Linked DNA regions of Danio rerio: region 2 is linked to region 1. Evidence: chromatin contacts called from public HiCAR-type data. All regions are on one chromosome and are shown on one strand. The core of a region is the stretch at or near the end of the contact, and the rest is flanking DNA. Distances in the headings are between cores, read along the strand shown.

Region 1 (7,167 bases), core at 3,126-5,625:
ACTGATTTCATGTAATTGTGAGCTAGTCAAACATTATGAATCATCGAGATCCATAATAAGAAGCATGTTTTTTTTTTCAAATGAAATCATTCTGTCAACGTAGGTACCAGAAGCTATGCCATTGACAGTTTCACTTCCTATAAAATAGTTTCAGGCACACAACATACACTTATAGTCACCTGTGTGACACCCAGACCACATTTCATATCATGAATACATCAAATACCTGCTAAAAACAACAACAACAACAATAGAAAACATAATTGAATGTATAATGGTTTTAAAGGCTATAATGGAAATTCTATGTGAGTATGCGTACATCTTCTGAGCGTTGAATACATACACTTTATTTACTGTAAGAATTCATTTGTGATTTGTTAGGATATTGATGTATGATTTGTTAGGATATGATAATTATTGATTACAAATATTTGAAAAATCTGTCATCCTATGGTTAAAAAAAATCAATATTAATATTGTGAAAATCACCTTATTTTCTAACTCAGAGATGCCAAAGTAGGGCCTGCGGGCCCATTCTAACCTTTGATTTGGCCCACCATTTCATCTATGAAGAGAGTGAGAATGACTGAGAGGATTGAGAGTGAATGCCTTTAAAAGTGTCATTTCTAATTAGTTTTATTGCTGAGCTACAAAAAAGCAAACTGAATGAAATGTTTCACTTAAATGTTGTAAATGAACAAGATTTTTATAAATGTACAGTAAATATTGTCACTCGATGGATAAAGAACTATGTCGAAGACATCTTTGAGCAAATCAAGGCAAAAACTAGTGTAACCCCATGCTGTTATAAATGTTTTTGTTTTTACTGTAGTAAGTTCATAATAAAATGTAATGTATGCTTTATTATAGGGATGCTCTGATCGATCAGCTGAAAATTGGTATTGGCAGATAATCACATATCACGACTTGATCGGCACTCGCTGATCTGGCCAATCGCAATCTAATGCAAGTGTTTGTTTATGAGTTTACAACCCTGGTAATGCTGCGGTCACACTAGATGTTGTGCATGAAAAGTTTTGTTGTTTAACGCTGTGAAAAGGGGCGGGATTAAACAAGATGATTAGATGTTAAAAAAGCGAGCGATTGGCTAATGTTTTAAATTTCGGTCCAGAGAGGTCATGTTTTGATCTTCGATTAGTCTCACGGAATCCTGTGAAGCGAATTCGCAGGTCAGAGTTCACCAAGCTAGAACTTTCCAAGGCAGCGAACTGTGAAACTTGTCGCACGAGCTTGCATTTCCGCATTGGCGTGCGTACACTGCAAAAGATGCAGGGTTCCAAACTAATTCATCCATGTTGTCCCAAAACAAATTAAGTTAACTGAACACTTTTAACAAATTTATGTGAATTAAACACAAAAAAATTAAGTTGTCCCAATGAAATCTCAAGAATTTTGTTGTTTCAGCTCATTTTAATTACGTAGTTTAAACAAGAAAAATGATTTTTGAGTGTATAAATGGAAGTCTATGGGGAGAAAAGTGCAGTGTGACTGCAGCTTTATACATCCACAGTGCTATAACACGTGAGAAATGTTTCCAAATTGCATTGTCGGTAATTTTTCTATCTAATTTTATCTATGGAGTGTTCCTACTTTATTAGTTAATATCAAGCAATGTTTACTAGTTGTTTTAAAATATTATTAAATTAATTAGGAAATTACCCGCGGCAAATTTACTGTATTTACATTCAACCCACTAGCCTCAATCAAGTTTGGCTTTTGGCCATTTATAAGAAAAAACTTGGGCACCCCTGGTCTAAATGAAGTTGTTAGTAATGCATATTACTGATCAAAAATTGAGTTTTGATATATTTACCATATAAGATTTACAAAAATATCTTCATGAAACATGATCTTTATTTAACATCCTAATGGTTTTTGCAACATAACACTGGTAAGGGCCACATTTTGAGTTTACTGGAAACTGTAATGGTCTTCAATTTGAATCCTAATTGAATATGTCCCAAGACACGTTAGAAAGCTATAAAATGTATTGGTTGTGATGGTTAAAATTTGATGGTTTGTATTATTTTTAATGGTATTTGTAGTGGAAACCTTTAGAACAAGTGGAGGGCCGCAGCTCTACATAGTTTAGCTCCAACCACCTCCAACTCACTCCTGCTTAATAGTCTCTAGTAGTCTTGAACACCTTGACTAGTTGAATCAGCTGTGTTTGATTAGGGTTGGAGCAAAACTGTGCAGAGCTGTGGGCCTCCAGGAATCCAGTTTGAGACCCATGCTCTAGGACAGTGGTTCTCAAACTGTGGTACGTGTACCACTAGTGGTACGCAGGCTTCCTTCTAGTGGTACGCAGAGAAATTAAATATGTCATGTACATGCTACACACATTTCACAATTTATCAAAAATGATGTATATAATATGCCATATATGACATAGCCTATATTTCTGAGGTAATCTGCCACAATTTTTAACTGTGCTAAGTTCTAGCTGTTTTACTGGGCCTACTATGCGACTGTATTTCAATACTGCTCATTTTGGTGGTACTTGGAGAGACAATTTTTTCCTGAGGTGGTACTTGATGAAAAAAAGTTTGAGAACCACTGCTCTAGGAAATCTGTAATGCTTCCTATTGTTTTTTTTTTCAGCAGGATAGTCATAAAAAAGTGAGGTATGATCATGTATAACACGTTTTCTCCTCCATTCCTCAGAAAAGAGCTCATGGCGGAGCTGCTAGAGGATGAAAAGGCATCAATGGAGTTTGCACGATATGAAGAGGAATATCGGATACTCACAGAAGAGAACCAGAACTTGATAACGGTGCACAGTGAACGAGCGCAGCAGCTCGAGACGCTCCGAGTGATCAGTCAGAAGAGGCAGGGCTCCTCGTGACTCTTGACATTGATGAAAAGATCTGTCACCTCATGGCTTTCCTTCAGTGTACTGAAACAACAACAACAACAACAAAACTGATCTTGAATCAGTGCGCTTAAACTGAAACACTTAATAAATGTATATTTAAGCTAACGTGGGTCGTTTCAGAGCCCAACTTGATCTGAGGTGTCGCCTCAGTCTGATATACAGTATTGGTATTCTGAATACAGTATATACAGCTTGTTCTTTGTGTGTGTTTAAAGGGTGTGTTTGTTGACAAATGTGCTTGTACAGATGGAGCTGTGTCTGTGTTATATCATGTAAAATGCTCTGCTGTGAAGGAGCGGTCCTCAGCGAGAGATGTTACTGTCTGTCAGTTGCATTAAAAAGGAATTAAACCTCTGTCCAGCTATCTAAGTTCAAGCAAGGTGATGATAGACCTATGACTACACACCATTGTTTAGTCACTCAGTAAAAGGGAACTTGGCTTTCGAAATGTGATCTGCTCATTTTAGGATTGTGAAACCCTTCAAAACTATCAATGGCTGACACCTCCATCCCACACAAGCCGAGATGCCGGCAGTTTATGATCGCAAAACCAGTTTAGCAGCAGTGTTTTGCTTCCTCCAGATTTAGATTTTTAGTTTGTTTGGCTATGGGCAGGTTTCTATTTCTTTGTTAGAAAGATGAATGACTCTATATGTCAAAATGTAAAAGCATTTGTTTATTTTTCATTTTTCAAAACAGTTTTGAGAATCTGACAGGATATTTGAGATTGTATACTACTGTGTTTACACCCATCACTTTCATATAATGCTGTGTATAACCATAACATTATACCAGGAAATAGTTACACAATAAATATGTTTATTTATTTATTAGAATAACCTACTTTTGTAATTATAATAAAATATACATTTTCTAAGAAATTATGACAGTGAATAAATTACTTTAAACAATATTTTATATATTAATTTAAATATGAATATATACTAGCCTATATAAGAATTGATTTTACCATCGATTGTTTATACATCCAAGTTTTTTAAAGTTGTTCAAATGCACAATATTCTAGATCAGGGGTGTCCAAACTTGATCCTTCTGATTTTAGCTCCAACTTGCTTCAACATACCTGAAAGGAAGTTTTAGTGTATCTAGTAAGCGGTTGATTAGCTGGTTCAGGTGTGTTTGGAGCTAAACTCTTCAGGACAGGACCGTTCGGACAGCCTTGTTCTAGGTAATACACAGTTAATAACATTTCAGAGGTCATTTTGGCTTCTTTTATACACAAAGGTTGTCTGTAAAGACTAATCTAGGCCTGAAGAGGTTAAATTATGTATGTCTCTGCCTGTACAGTGAAAACCAAGGCGGTCTGTGGAAATACAAGAAAGTCATGATGTAAATGACTGACGGGATAGAGACAGCCAATGAAAGGAGGTCAGCGCTTGAGAAGGCGGGATAAAAACAATTTTTGGCCATAAGTCACATGACACCCAAGCGAAGCACAAGCGCCTCCTTGTTTTCATAGTTACAAGTGAGCGCTTTAAGCAGCCTGGGTTTAGTATGTAGTATCAAATCCAACTTATTACTCTCCGGTGATATGACAGGTGAGTAGGCTACATACGAACGATTGTGCTTTTTTTTTAAAGAAATATATGTCGAGAGACATAAATATATTGAAAATAGAGATCTTTAGAGAAGTTTAAGTGGTCTTTTTTAATGTTATGTGTCTGAAAGGGTTAATTTCGGGTTTGTTTTGTTACATGCTTTACGCATATGAGTTCTAATAATCACGACTATGTAAGCGATAATATGCTTTTATGCAAATGTAGATTTTTTTGTCGGACCTATGCTGTTACAAAACATAGGCTACCTAGGCAGCATTTTTGTACACAATAACCGCGTTCCGATGTTTCGATCGAGCATTTAAAGCGCGCGCTTGACATGCCTTAAATGCTGTCTAGGTAGACAGCTCACTAGGTTTTGTTACACAACCGTAATGTTCATTTTCATTACATCAAAGGCGCGTCAGTTGTTTTACTCGACAAATTATTAGGGAAACGAGTTCAAAAGTGTCCGTTTATCAAAAGTACGTCAGCTCAACTGTGAGGCAACTGGTACCCAAGTTCCTTTAAAAGTCGATGAGTTAAGTGGAAAGGAACAGACGGACAAAATGCTTGCTCATCCTTTATCAGCAAAACCCAATGAGTCAGCAGAGAGCGCGCACTGTCTTGCGCCACACACACACACACACACACACACACACAAGAGCGCGCGCGCGCACACATAAACTCTCATGACTCGACTAGGTCAAATTCTCTGTACACAGCTGAGATAAGGAGCTCCCGTGGGTAAGAACACGTACCTACTGAGTGATACAAACAGCATTTCTTCCCCAGGCGGTTCTGTTGTTTTTTAAGTCGTTTACTTCCCGTTGAGCGAGTGTGAGAGGTATGACGTGGTCAAGTATGCGAGCGCCTTAATAATAACTGGTCGACTGTGATTCGGCACCCTTTATAACTAGAAGTTCATTTAACAAGAAATACATGACATTATGCAACGTAACACAAAATTGGCCAGTTAAAAAAACAACAAGCTTTGAGATTTGCTGGAACATGAGTAAAATAGTGACATACATTTACTTTTACAAAGAAAGTGTGACTTCATTGTAGTTCCATTCTGGATTTTCCCTTTTCCAGTTCCCCTCTTTATCAATAGTCAGTTTCAGAGCGGCACACTTGAATCTGACTTTTAGCCTATTACAGTTAACGAATCTCTGTTTGAGATTCCAATTATAGCCTAAAAATAGGCGTTTCCCAGTACTGGGTTATTGCGTCTTAAAGGGCATCCGCTGCGTAAAACATGCTTGATAAGTTGGCGGTTCATTCCTCTGTGGCAACCCCTGATAAATAAAGGACTAAGCCAAAGTAAAATGAATGAATCCCAAAAATAGAATGCATCAGGAAATAAAAAACTTTTTCTTTTTCTCCCTAGAGAAACCTTTAAAAAGTTTTAAAATGAATGACAAACCAGTTGAGAGCTCTTATGAGTTTAGTAGTTGATTGTCTGAACTGCCTACATTTACTTCTTTTTAAAGCAACTGTGTTTAATAATTTAGTTAATGCAAAAAAAACTATATTAATCCACCTATAATGATATCCACCTATCAGAGAGTCGGAGCAAGCAAAACTTTATCTTTACATACTTGAAATATTTATTTTAATACTTTCCAATAAACTTGAAATATATCGTTTTTTATAGAGCCAACAACTGTAAATAAATAGTTTAATATGCCTGTCATAATGCTTTCTTAATATGTCTAATAAGAGTTACATAGCCAAATATTGTCAGTAAACAAATCATATAGGCTACACTTGGCAGAACCCTTCAACTGAGCTCATGTAAATCTTTTTTTTTTTTTACCATACAGATTAACTCAAGATGTCGGTGGAAAGCTCAAAGTCATTTAAGTTCACCTTCCAGTCGTCTGTGCACAGTTCACATGTTCTGCAGTGTCTGAATGAGCAGAGGAAGAAAGATCTTCTGTGCGATGTGACTGTTGTGGCGGAGAGCCAGAGTTTCCGGGCTCACCGGGCAGTTCTGGCGTCCTGCAGTGACTACTTCAGTGCTCGTGTGTCCACTCATACACCCGAAAGCATTGTCATCAACCTTCCTGATGAGGTAAAGACACAATCAAAGGTTTAGAACAGGGGTGCCCAAACTCAGTCCTGGATGGTCGGTGTCTTGCATATTTTAGCTCCAACTTCCTTAAACACACCTATCTGAGTTTCTAGTATTCTTAGAAAGAGCTTGATTAGCTGGTTCAGCCGTGTCTAATAGAGGGAGGAACTAAACTCTGCAGGACACCAACCCTCCATGACCAAGTTTTGGCATTTTGTCCCCAAATTGTGACAGAAATATTTTATAAATAAACATTTATGAGACAAAAGAATCAACAGACCTTTTCCCAAAATGGTGTTTCAACATCTTAAATCCTCGAAAGTTTTTAATATTTTGATTTTCATTTATAAACAAATACATTGTATATTTGACACATACATTTCAAAATTAAGCAAAAATTGTATTATTTTTTCAACCATTGGAATTATAAATATGTAGATACATGCTCAAATATATTAGATATAACCATATATTGCTATTTAATAGATTCTAGTAGTTTTTCATTAGTACAAGTATTTATTTATTAGACACTAGTGTCTTTTATAACTATTACTAGTGACAAATCTTATTTTACTAGTCAGTTCTGCTTTTTTACTCGTCTGATGTCATGATTAGTCCAAATGGAAAAGTAAAGT
Region 2 (6,428 bases), core at 1,492-3,991, 140 kb after region 1:
CCACGGCAACCCGGGGTGCTGAAATATAATTGGGCGAACTGACAGTGGGTGGAGTTACACAGACCAAAACAATGACAAACAGTCCAAACGCACATTTTCAAAGGAGAATAACTGACTTTTTTCAGATAAACATGCATGTTCTCAGCATGTTACTTAAATATCTGCAAACAGTACTAGGCTTTGGCAGTGTTTCCCAACTGGTAACCCACTTTTGAGTCGCGGCTTGTGTGGTAAAAAAAAAAACAACAAAAGTAAACATTTTTTGCTTATTTTGCTTATATCAAACTTTTATTTCAAAATTCGTGCACCACAGCCCTACCGGTTGACATGTGAAATTTCGTTTAATCATAGCAACAAATATGTCGAAGCGCATGTACGACCCTGAATATGTAAAGTATATATTTACATTTATTGACGACAAAAAAGGCTTTAAGCCTCAGTGTCATATGTAGTTAGCTGCTCTCATAAGAGAGCATGAAACCTTCTAAATTAAAACGACATTTAGAAACCAGAAATGTTTTATTAACAGTTCAGTTAAGTTCATAGTAACTGAACCTTTCCTTAACCACTGTTTACAGTATTTGTCGTTTTTCGTTTGTAATATTTATATAATTTGATAGATTTTTTTTAAATGACAGCAATAAATACTGTTTATTTGTAAGTCTTGGTGAATGTCTTATGAATTTTCTGTCACTACTTGTGTATGTTAACAAATAAATACAAATTAATTATTATTCCTAAAATTGTATTATAGTTCCTAAAAATTTGGATCGCGGCTTGATGACCGTTTAAAAATGTGGGTCCCATGGCCAAACCAGTTGAGAACCCCTGGGATATGGGTATTTGTATGATTTAGTAGTGTTACAAACAGCACCTTGAAACATTATTTAAAACTTATTCTACTTACTTTTCCCTATTCTACTTACGTTCCCCAACACAGTGAATGGAATCAGAGCTGGGCAGAGAAGGAAGTGTTTGAAAAGACTGGCTATGATCATACAGTATGCAAAGTAATGTTACTAAGTAGGACAACTGTCACCGAGTTTGTTGTTATGCTAGCATTCTTCATCCCTCGGGCTCTCTCGGTCTGATAGTTACCTGATGTAGAAATGTGATATCCTATTTAGCAAATAGCCCATCATGTTTATTTTTTCCTCTGCGGGTTTCAAGGTAGAGAACTGATTATGAGTGTTTACATTTACAGTAAACGCTGCAAATAGTGCTTCATTTTCTAAATCAAAATGGGTTTCTTTAGAGCAGAGCAGAAAATGGATCTGCAATGTTTTAGAGCACTTGATGTTAACCTACTGTCCAGATGAAGCCATACAAATTGGGAAACATGATCAAAATTGGTAGTAAATGAGTAAGAAGTTTGCAAAACATCCATGCTTCATAAATGAAAGAATGTAAGACAACGATAAAACTATGGGTGCGCTTCATATGTACTCACATCAGAAAAATAAAATGGAAATAAAAAAACAACTAATGATGATTCAAGCTAGCTATTCTTGATTTATCAGTGCATCAAGAGCATTTAAAGTATAAAAGGGGTAGTGCATAAACATACTGTTGGCCCATCAAAAATACAAGCACAAAAATAACCCGCAGGAGAGGAGAGGAGGAAATGCGGGCACTGGCTGTGCGACCATTAAATATGACTCATTTGCACCACTTATGCGGGTGGAAAATCTAAAAAAATATCTGTAGACCTTTCATTTAGTGTTTTTTAACATCATTGTGCATGTTCGTTTTTTTTAGCATTGTATTTTGTTATTCCTATTTACTGCAATGCTCTCTATGGATCATAACTGCACACATTTTTTATCCCACAGAACTGTTTTAAGGACAGATAAGGCACAGATAAATGCAGAATCAGTGCTTTACCTGCAGGAATGGTAAGGTTGTACGAACTGTAACATTTTATACAACCCTGTGGTGATGATCTGGGTCATCTTGCTTATGTAACATGCTTATATGCTTATTTGTAGAGATGTGATTATTCCCTTAACTGTAAGGTTTACCCTAATGACAAACCATCTGTGAAGTCCAACATAAAGAAAAAGAAACTAAAGATGGAGCACAGTCTGATCTGCAAAAGTCTAAATTGGAGAACAACAAAATATTGAGGAAAAGTTGGTTTTATATTTACACGTTCGTTCAGTGACAACTTATGGCATTCTCCCTATATTGTTTACCATGTTACTTTGAATAATTAGGCCTGAACTTACATATAAATATGACTTCAATACAACATTAGCACTATTTATTTGACTGTGAACAGTTGTATTTTGATAGACATTGGCTGCTAATATGATTTCTCCATTTAGAATTTGCAAAGAATCCTTTAATATAAAACCAACTTTACCTCAATCAACAAAATGGCTACAAAAATCTTTGGCTCATTCTGGGCTAGCTTGAATACTATAACAGGCCTTCAGCATGTACACCGAAATAGCAGCAAGTTTACCCTGGAGACATTTAAAATCATGAACCGAGTGAAAAACCTGTTGAGTGATGTTGACAACGCTTTCCTTTCAAAATGAGTAATTAACAGCAGTGGGCCTGATCATTTCTGTGGACATTTGCTTGATGCCTGTGTGGAAGAACTGTATTTTTATAAGTTTGTACCTACTTTTTTGAAAGTCTTTCCAGCAGGAACCTAAGTTGTGAAAAGATTAAGTGGTTGTCGCAAGTTTAGTAGAGTCCCAATATCTTTAATGAATTCAGAGTAGCTGGTACAGCACTGCACTGCCACCTCCTGGTTATACTTGATAAGACAAGAATAATTATGTAAACATGTTGGCGATATCAAAATCTGATTCACCATGAGATTACATCTGCGTTTCATCCCTCTGCCCTAATCCCTTAGAATGGTTTACCTTCTAGACTCAAGAGTGACGACTTTGAAGGGATGCATGCCTATAGGGGATAAAAAAGATTTTGACTGCATCTGCGTCACAAATATAACGTGGAAAAAACATGGGGTGTGCTCACCACTTTCTCCTTCATTCCCAAGAGTCATCTGAAGTTTGAGTTAATATTTTTAGGAGATTGCTCATGAAAATCCCTACTTTGGAACAAATATGTGCCCTTGATGTGCACTTGGAATTTAAAGTGGTATTGTGTTAGAAAGAAGCAGATAAAAGGAAGATGTTTAGGGCAGATTGTCAAGCCTGCTTCTAGAGCAGGGGTTCCCAAACTTTTCAGCCCGCGACCCCCAAAATAACAATGTCAGTGACTCGCGACCCCCATTTTTCAAGGTGGTTATACTGTAAATATATAAACTTTGTAGACACAACTATAGGCATGTATAAACATAAGCACATTGACAACACATACATGCAACAGTCTAATAACCATATATAATTTTTATATTCATTTATTAATTTATGATATAAAAAGTAAAGGCTGATGACTGATTTTTATTTATTTATAATAGATAATAATAATATAATAATAATTTTGTTTTATTTATTTGTATGTTGTTGTTTATTTATCACAAATATTAACCTCTGTGCAGTTATGAGTAAAATATGGTCATTCAAATAGTTCAATAAAACTTATTTAAGTTTTGGAGATCACCAAGCGACCCCTTGTCATTGTTACGCGACCCCCCAGGGGGTCCCGACCCCCACTTTGAGAACCACTGTTCTAGAAGGCCATTGCCTTGCAGAGTTCCCCCCTGGCTGGGTAATGAAAGTCTTGGAGAGCCATATCACACTCTGAAGGTCACCATGGCTGCCATATTGAAGCGTTGTTCCAAACTGAAGTGCTAAAAACTGGTCACTTCGAAGGGCTCTTCGGATTAAAGGATTTTAAAAAAATAAAACTGATTTACACTTCGGGCCACATTTCTTTAAACAGGGAAGTTGTTTGGTGTCATTAACAGTACTTAATTTAGAAGGGTTCTTTTCAATGCTCTAATCACTTTAGAGAGACCCTCCAGATGGATTAGGGCCACTATTTCTCTACTCAAAACATCTGCCTAAAATTTTTATTATATCTGTTATAATGCTTAGATGTATTGAATTAGGGACCAGACAGTGCAGAACAGAGACACTCTAGGTACAATTCTGGACACCCCGGTTTGGACCATTGTTTTCATGCTTAAGTCCTCTTCATGGGTGGATTTACTCTGTATGGAATGTAGCATATGGTTCCTTGTCAAGATTAAGGCCCAGATAAACTTCAAATGAAATTGAAGAATGAACTGAAATGACATAATTTCAGACAAAATCCAGTTAAAACGAAGGCTGTGTTGAATACGTTGAAGCAGTTTGTAACAACTGACTGAACCTAACTGTTTTATGGTGTTTGTTTTGGCTCCTTATGGGTTGCATATAGGGAGGTTTGGCTCTTGTTTATTGCCACCCTTCGTAAAAAAAGATTGAAAATGCGTAAGAAATACCTTTACAGGATGATAACGGGATAGAACTGTAAAATACGGGAGAATCCTGGGAAAAACTGGAGGCTTGACAGGTATGGCAAACATCAATACCCATGATCACTCTCAGATATATTTTAAAGACTCGGACACTAGACAAGAAGGCGTTGCGCCATGTCTTTTAAAGTTCGAAACTAGGAACTTACTCATTGTAAACTAGGAATTTATTGGAGAGGAATAGTTGAAATCATTCATGCTACCATAACTTTTTGGCCTCAAATGTAGAATGAAAAAAATGTCAGGACCTTTAGAGTGGGCTTTTTAAAAAAGGGACCAATCAGGAAGGAGATTTCAAACTGCAAGTGCCAATCAGAAGCAAAGGAGTCAATATATTAATATTTCAATAAGACCCATATATTGTGAAACTATAAGTCTTTTCAGCTTGTTAAACTGCTATAACATCTCAACCTCCCCAACCTGCATTATTTTCAGAAGATGAGCTCCTGTGTTTACAAATGACACCAAACTTCATTTAAAACAGTGCAAAGGTGTAGACAAAAAACAGACCACACACAAAGTTATTTGGATAAAACTGCAAATATAAATTAGGAAGATTTATTTAAGGTTAATAAGTATTTCCACAGTATGAACATACACAGTTTCAAAAAGGCAGAGGATAAAAGTATGGCATTTTTACAGTTTTCGTTTTTAAATACAGTCAATTTCACTAAAAGGAAACCATGGCTGAAGGTGCAGTGATTGTATTTCACATGGAAGGGCGTTTCTGGTGTTTAAAATACACTTGGAGTGAGTAACATGTCCAGCTTTATCTTTACCAGTGTACAAAATACCATAAAAATCAAATCTCATTCTTAGCAAGACAAAATCTGCTACATTTATCACTTAGCAGGGGTGCTTTGAGTTATAATGCCTTATTTATGTGCCTAAGCACACCAAAGCCCCTAGAGAAAGGATCATGGTTAGTTTAATATCCTTTCCGAAATAACGAGTTACATTATTGCAGTTCTTTCTTCACAATTCAAGTAGAATAATATTTCTCTGTGTGTTGGATGAACAGTGATCTTTAATACTGGGTTGCTGGTGACCTATGAAGAAAAGGGAACGAAGACAGCAAGCAGGGAACGGTTGGATATGTAAAGGAAACAGCATTAAACAGCTGGTCAAAACTAGCCGTGGCATTTCAAGGGAATGTTGACGTGCTCCACGAAAATCACCCCCTTTCTGGCGGGCACCTTGATGTAAAGCAAGATCCAAAAAACACATCAAAATGCAAATCAATTTGATGTCAAGACCTTGACGTCAATACATTGATGAAATTTCGACCACCAAAATAACGACACAAAAAATATGAAACTATATGAAATATGTTACTCATTTGAAGGCTTCAACTACAAATGTATGATTCTGTTTTTCTACATTGCATGTAAGCTACCTTGATGTTCAAACGACAACGTTTAAGCATTAAAAAACACATCAAAAATCGATTACAGGACTGTAATACCGGATGTGTTTTTTGACACCAATGTTAGATGTCAATTTGACATCAAGGTAGTGGATTGACATCAAATGGATTTGCAATTTTGGCATGGGTGCCCTCCGGGTTGTAGCCATTACGAAGAACAATATACGAGGCATTAAGTCACAAATCCCTGAATAAAAAGGAAGATATGAAGCACGAGCAAACAAACTGACCACCATTTTGTGTTCCAACCAAAAACATCAGCTAAATGAACACGTAGCTGCCTGATGTCTGTCAGTATGAAGCCTCTATAAATACATGAGCTGTACAGTTGGCATCTTCGAATGTCCCTCAGCTTGATCTTGCATTGATATTTCAAGTGGCTTGAAACATCAAGAAGCTCTTCAGTTCTGGCTTTCTTTCAGTAGGATTGTCAGTGCATCACGTCCGTGAAAGCTCGGACTCAGTAAGCGTCTGCCATATTCTGGCACAAGTCTAAAAATAACAGCATCACAGCTTGCATGTTCCCTCTCCGCTCAGAAGATGTCACTGTTGCAGCTGTTT

The links. HiCAR-type assays count read pairs that join an accessible place to other places.
Region 2: a contact with region 1 is called in a HiCAR-type map of caudal fin, with 4 times the contacts expected there. The contact joins the promoter of grik1a here to the promoter of bach1b in region 1. A contact is called at or near these places in 1 of 18 Hi-C or Micro-C datasets (caudal fin) and 1 of 4 datasets of contacts at active chromatin or transcription factors (caudal fin).

Annotation. Positions count from the first base shown.
Region 1 is chr10:30,359,991-30,367,157 of GRCz12tu, forward strand. bach1b (BTB and CNC homology 1, basic leucine zipper transcription factor 1 b) reads left to right here and starts at 4,376. Exons shown (of 5, transcript NM_001384147.1): 1 at 4,376-4,458; 2 at 6,282-6,532. The coding sequence starts at 6,293. It overlaps map3k7cl (map3k7 C-terminal like), which reads left to right. Exons shown (of 7, transcript XM_073914786.1): 7 at 2,689-3,253. The coding sequence ends at 2,869. It overlaps LOC141376380 (a long non-coding RNA gene), which reads right to left and starts at 5,295. Exons shown (of 6, transcript XR_012386345.1): 1 at 5,217-5,295; 2 at 2,773-2,920.
Region 2 is chr10:30,498,988-30,505,415 of GRCz12tu, forward strand. grik1a (glutamate receptor, ionotropic, kainate 1a) reads right to left here and starts at 2,742. Exons shown (of 16, transcript XM_073914784.1): 1 at 2,633-2,742. It overlaps tiam1a (TIAM Rac1 associated GEF 1a), which reads right to left. Exons shown (of 29, transcript XM_073914764.1): 29 at 4,966-6,428. The coding sequence ends at 6,401.